Linked DNA regions of Gasterosteus aculeatus: region 1 is linked to region 2. Evidence: chromatin contacts called from public Hi-C data. All regions are on one chromosome and are shown on one strand. The core of a region is the stretch at or near the end of the contact, and the rest is flanking DNA. Distances in the headings are between cores, read along the strand shown. Region 1 overlaps srgap3 (SLIT-ROBO Rho GTPase activating protein 3). Region 2 holds the start of thumpd3 (THUMP domain containing 3).

Region 1 (2,702 bases), core at 124-2,623, 57 kb after region 2:
TTGGCCATCTGTTTTGGTCCGACCCTGATGCCCATCCCAGACGGGCAGGACCCTGTATCGTGCCAGGCACATGTTAACGAGGTCATCAAGACCATCATCATCCACAATGAACTCATCTTTCCCAATCAACGTGAGCTGGACGGCCCGGTGTATGAGAAGTGCATGACTGGGGGGGAGGAGTACTGGTGAGTACTGGTGGTTAGAAAAATACACTTGTATTATGACTGCGCTTGTTTTGGTTCAGAGAAAAGGGTTTTATTTTATGTATTGTTGTATCATTGTATTGTTCCAACGTCTATTTAACCTCTCCATTGTCTCCCACAGTGACAGCCCCCATAGTGAACCAGGAGCTATTGACGAGGCTGACAATGGAACTGAACAACACACCAGTGATGACGGTCAGTACATCATGTTGCCATGTTTCAAGCGGAGGAGTTGTTATTACGCAGCTATTTCCCTGGGGGGGGGGGGGGGGGGGGGGGGGGTTGGGCAATGTGGGCCTATGGGTCCGTTTCTCTGTTTGTGAGTCGGGTCCAGGCAGAGACCTTTGGATCGATTGCCTTGACATTCAGTTCAGAAATTCATGGTCCATGACAATGAGCTGATATTGGTGATCTTTTGACTTTTAACCAACATGTTGACATTTGAGTTCTTCGACAATGATTGTTTCCATACCTCTAAAGGTGGTACAGATACGTTTGTCCCCCCTCAAGAAGAACTAGTAACTTAACCATCAGTTTTTCTTTAATTTGCTAAATACTTTAGACTTTGTGAACAAGTAGCTGTACTTTATGTTTATTACTAATAAGCAACTATGAGCATGCTAACATGCTAAACTAAGATGGTTGCTGCGAGCTAAAGTTATCAAGTTAATGTTATTATTGTGAGCATGTTCGCATGCAGACCTTATTATACAACTAAAAGAAACGCACATACAGGTGCACGGAGCTGCTGGCACTGGTTTTAATCTTCACGCGGGCTATTTTTTTTATTTTTCCTGACAGATTGTGTCTAATGATAATTGTTAGTCGATATCAGAGCAAGCGTAAAATTATGTTATCTGATACACCATCTTTTTAAACGTGTGACTATTTCATACTTAGAAAATATAGAAAATCCAAAAGAGGTTCACATTTTGGCAAAAAGTATCGGATGGATTTTGCATAATATTTGCTGTAAGGCGACTTTGAGGATAAGATAGTTGTATAGAATTACCTTTTCCACTGAGGGATTTTGACTGAAAGATGAGTTCTGTGCTGCAATAGCTTATGATTGCAAAAGCCTTTGTGATGTTTGAAGTTGAGTAACAGTGTTGGCATGCAGTGCTTCCTCCTTGATCTGTCTGTGTGTGTGTGTGTGTGTGCGTGTGTGTGTGTGTGTGTGTGTGAGAGAGAGAGTCTTTCTCCTCCCGCTTCCCCCACTTGCTCTTTGTTCAGTGTTAGTCAGCAATTCTCCTGAGACTTTCTCCTTTGTGCATTATTTCCCCCAATTATCCTCCGAGCTTTGAATACATAACTGGGCTTTGCACAAAAGCCAAAACAAGTGTAGTAAACAGAATAATATCTATCGTATGCGAAGAGGTAGTGTTCACATGCGTGTTTGTATATTGAGTGCGTGAGGTCAGAACGGGGGGACATTTGTGCTGTTGGTTGCATTTGTAATGAGGGATCCTGACCCTTTCTTTTCTTACTTGTAAAAGACACACCAACTGATTGACTGCTGTAGATTCTGCCGCTGCAGACCTCCGTGCTGCTGTTACGTGGCCTCACTGTCTAAGGTGTTGCACTGTGGTTTGTGTAGCCAGATCAGTTGGTTTCTTCCTGCAGCAGCAACCTTTGAATGAAAGAGAACCAAGATAGTTTCAGAACTAGGAAACTGTTCTGTACCTTTTCAATTGTTAATACTTTAAATCAAATATGAATAAAACATGTTTTTATCTTTATTCACTCCCAACTGCGATTGTCGTCCTCCACATCTTTGCTCCCCTTGGTTCATTTATTTTTCATACTTTCTTGGCAAGAGCTAATTGCTGTCACCATACAGTTGACTCTGGCTGACATCTGCTGGCTGGCTGCTGAAATACAAGACTAGGTTTTCTTTTTAGACTATGCAAAACCCTCTGAATATATCTGACTCGTGAGCTAAAATAGTTATTTCTCATACAGCATGTCTGAACAGTAGTGCTTGTTTGTCATGCAATCATGCGTTTTGTAATTATTGATGAATCCTTTTTCATTATGAAGGATTGTTATATTTTAGCTCTATGTTTGAGGGATGTGCAGTGTGAACTGAGTGAGATGACAAACATTTGGGGGTAACATCCAGGAGTGTAAATTGTTTTGCTGATATATGTTTATTTATGTTTTCAGAGGTTGAACAGATTGAGGCCATCGCCAAGTTTGACTACGTCGGACGGACTCCCCGAGAGCTGTCATTCAAAAAAGGAGCCTCTCTGCTACTGTATCACAGAGCATCTGAAGACTGGTGGGAGGGACGTCACAATGGTGTGGATGGCCTCATCCCACATCAGTACATTGTAGTTCAAGACCTGTGAGTAACAGCAGTTTATCTCGTGTCAAGTCATTACATTTAGAATCATCATCAGTAATTGCTGTCGGCATACGCGACGCGTTCTTCTTATATGTGTGTTTTACGCTCACCATCAGTGCCTCTTCTCTTTCAGGGACGATGCTTTCTCAGAT
Region 2 (2,700 bases), core at 35-2,534:
CCAGGGGAGTTTGGAGGCGAGCTGCATCATCTCCGTCAATGTCTCTTCCTGCACAAACACAGTGTTCATTAACCCTCACAATAATCAGCAGCTACAACAGAACAATGATGCTCGTAGGTTACCTTTGATTCTTTGAATGGGTAATGATCGTATTCCGCAACCACCACAAACAGGTTGTCCACAGACCTCAGAAGATGTACCTAGAGTTTTAGAGAACAGAAAAGTTTGCCAGGATAAAGATCAGTGTTTGAACACACACACACACACACACACACACACACACACACACACACACACACATATGTATATCGACCAAAGCTTTTTCTATGCATATTATGATGTTTGTCAGCGAGCAACGACGAAGAAGAAAAAGGGCATGCGTTGATGTCAGGATTGTCACCTGGGAAAGCTTGTCGGTGGTTATTGGAAAGTAGATGCGACCACGATCTTTCCCGATTTGTGCATCGACCCCAATTTTCTCCTTGACCTCTTCTGCAGCAGTGTGCTCGAATCCTGTAGGCACGGTCGCTCCGATGGTGACAGCAAGGACGTCGCCATCGTTCATAGCGGAGCGAGAGGTGGATGCTGCAGCTGCGTTAAGGCCCGACTCTGCAGCCCCGCCTTCCTGGGAGGACATGCTGTGTTTGTGGGCTGCGCCTCACCAGATGAGATGTACCTGGATGATGTGTAGCACAGCTGGAGCACATGTAACTTAGCCCTTGGAGGGGAAGAGAAGTGACGTTATTTAAACAGTTGCTGACGTTACAGCATGTTTTTGCCATACTGAGGCATGAGCCATTTGCTACAAAGCTAACTTTAAGTGTTATAAACATATACATGTGGGCTGTTATGAGTCATAAGTTTGCATAGACGATGGTTGAATTAAACAAAGTGAATAAACATGTGACGTTGTTGCAGGGAAATCAATCATACTGGTTACCTTAGTTAACGTTAGCTGGCTATAGTGAAGTTAGCTTTGAGGTGCTAAAAAGTTGTTACGACACAACAACAAGCTAACGTTAGCCACCGATAAAGAGCTTCGTTTACGCCGCCATTCTGGCACTTTTTAATGTGATAGGCGCCCCGGCTGAGCCGTAGCAGCAGGTGAAAATAGCAGAACAGTTAGTTTTATTAAACTTGCTAACTGGAATTCGACCAACCTGTCAAGACACGAGGCGACAAAAGTCACGCTTCCTCTCAGCCAGCAACAACATCAATACTTCCGGCAGAAATACTCCAAAATAAAAGCATCATCTCCACAAAGGTAATTTTTCAAATGTGGCCAAATGTCAAAATACTTCTTGAAGGAAATGGGAAGAGTGTCATGTCTATTCTACAATAGTGTAAACAAATCATGTGCAAACTATGTAAACACTTATTACGTGCACATGAACCGTATCTTTTTGTATTTATTTCCCCAAACAACGGTAAATTAGTTCAGTATATCATGGCCAATGAAATCCATATTTATATGTCTTATTAGTATTGTTCATTAAATTATTTTAATATAAATACTTTTATAATTACATGACAAAAAAAATCTAATCTAATCACAACTGTAACTTACTTGGAGATGAGAGTTATTGATTTTGTTTCGTAACCGTCACTATTTATTATATGACCGTAATAAATTGGGCATGGTGCTTAAATCATAATGCAAATCATTAAAACTAGCATAGCCTTGGTTTTGTTGTGAAAGCTAGATGCCCAAACCGGAAATCTAGTTTGGGTCAATTTGTTTCTTCTTACCAATGTGCTTCCATTCATTTCTACTGGCTTCTACTTCCGGGTATAACTTTCCAACAGGTAGTCGACAGAGGGCGCTGTGATATAAGTTTCGAACAAACTGTGGTTTGAGAGAACTGAGCAAAACCGTTCACCTTCGAAACGACACAATAAAGAGCAGAATAACAGACGTTTGTGTAGAGAGTTGTGTTAAGAATATCTGTGTACTGTTCTGTGTCGTATTTGCTTGTGTGATTAATTGAACATCTGTGCAGTGCAAGTTAGAGCCGTAACTGTGAGATATTTGTCTGTTTATTAGAAAATAAATAGTTGCTCTTTTTATAATTTTATATGTACCATACCCGTTTTCGAATTCACTGTGGTTGAGTGAGGTTTAAAACATTTAATTAAAATTAAATTATATTACTTGAATGCCTAACTGACAGAAAAATACGCCAGCATTGTAGCGTATTCCTTGCCCCTCCACACCACATAAATCGTGTTTATGGAACATGTTTTGTTGTTTTTCTCACCATTTATTAAAGGTCAAGTTTATTTACTTTCCAACTGATTCATACGTGTAAAGTCTTAGAGACGAGTGGGCGTGTGTTTGTGTCAAAGAACGAAAAGTTCTGCACAACAGATGGCCAATTTTGCACGGAGTACAGGAAGAAAACTTTTGAATAATAAAACATTAGCAACACATATTTTCCTTATTCTCTGCAGAGAGAATAATCAGACAAGCTCTCACAGTTAAAATGAACTGAATAATAAAAGTTCAGCTGCAAGGTTTGAGGCTCGGACAGAAGATCAAACAGTATTGTCTGACTTGCTTATAATTCAGATAAGCGCGGATGAGGTGCTTCTATATACAGCTGCAGAATTCTACAGCTACACCTGCAGAATTTTATACTGGAATTGTCTTCCAGTGTTGAGAGTGAGATTATTCTTTAAATTGTTCTCTTAGTGTGTATT

What was found. Hi-C and Micro-C count contacts between places; a contact is called where the count stands out from the background.
Region 1: a contact with region 2 is called in a Hi-C map of tail fin, with 3 times the contacts expected there. The contact joins the enhancer-like site here to the promoter of thumpd3 in region 2. A contact is called at or near these places in 4 of 6 Hi-C or Micro-C datasets (skeletal muscle, tail fin and whole body).

What each region holds. Positions count from the first base shown.
Region 1 is chr17:9,846,833-9,849,534 of fGasAcu3.hap1.1, forward strand. It overlaps srgap3 (SLIT-ROBO Rho GTPase activating protein 3), which reads left to right. Exons shown (of 22, transcript XM_078092068.1): 17 at 1-185; 18 at 325-398; 19 at 2,370-2,550; 20 at 2,684-2,702. Among protein-coding and RNA genes, the nearest start is that of rad18, 11 kb to the right of the region's middle. Within about 2 kb of position 1,374, at least 2 of the 9 cell types and tissues checked have open chromatin away from gene starts, as enhancers often do.
Region 2 is chr17:9,790,189-9,792,888 of fGasAcu3.hap1.1, forward strand. It overlaps thumpd3 (THUMP domain containing 3), which reads right to left and starts at 1,285. Exons shown (of 10, transcript XM_040204630.2): 1 at 1,161-1,285; 2 at 401-718; 3 at 123-200; 4 at 1-48. The coding sequence starts at 637.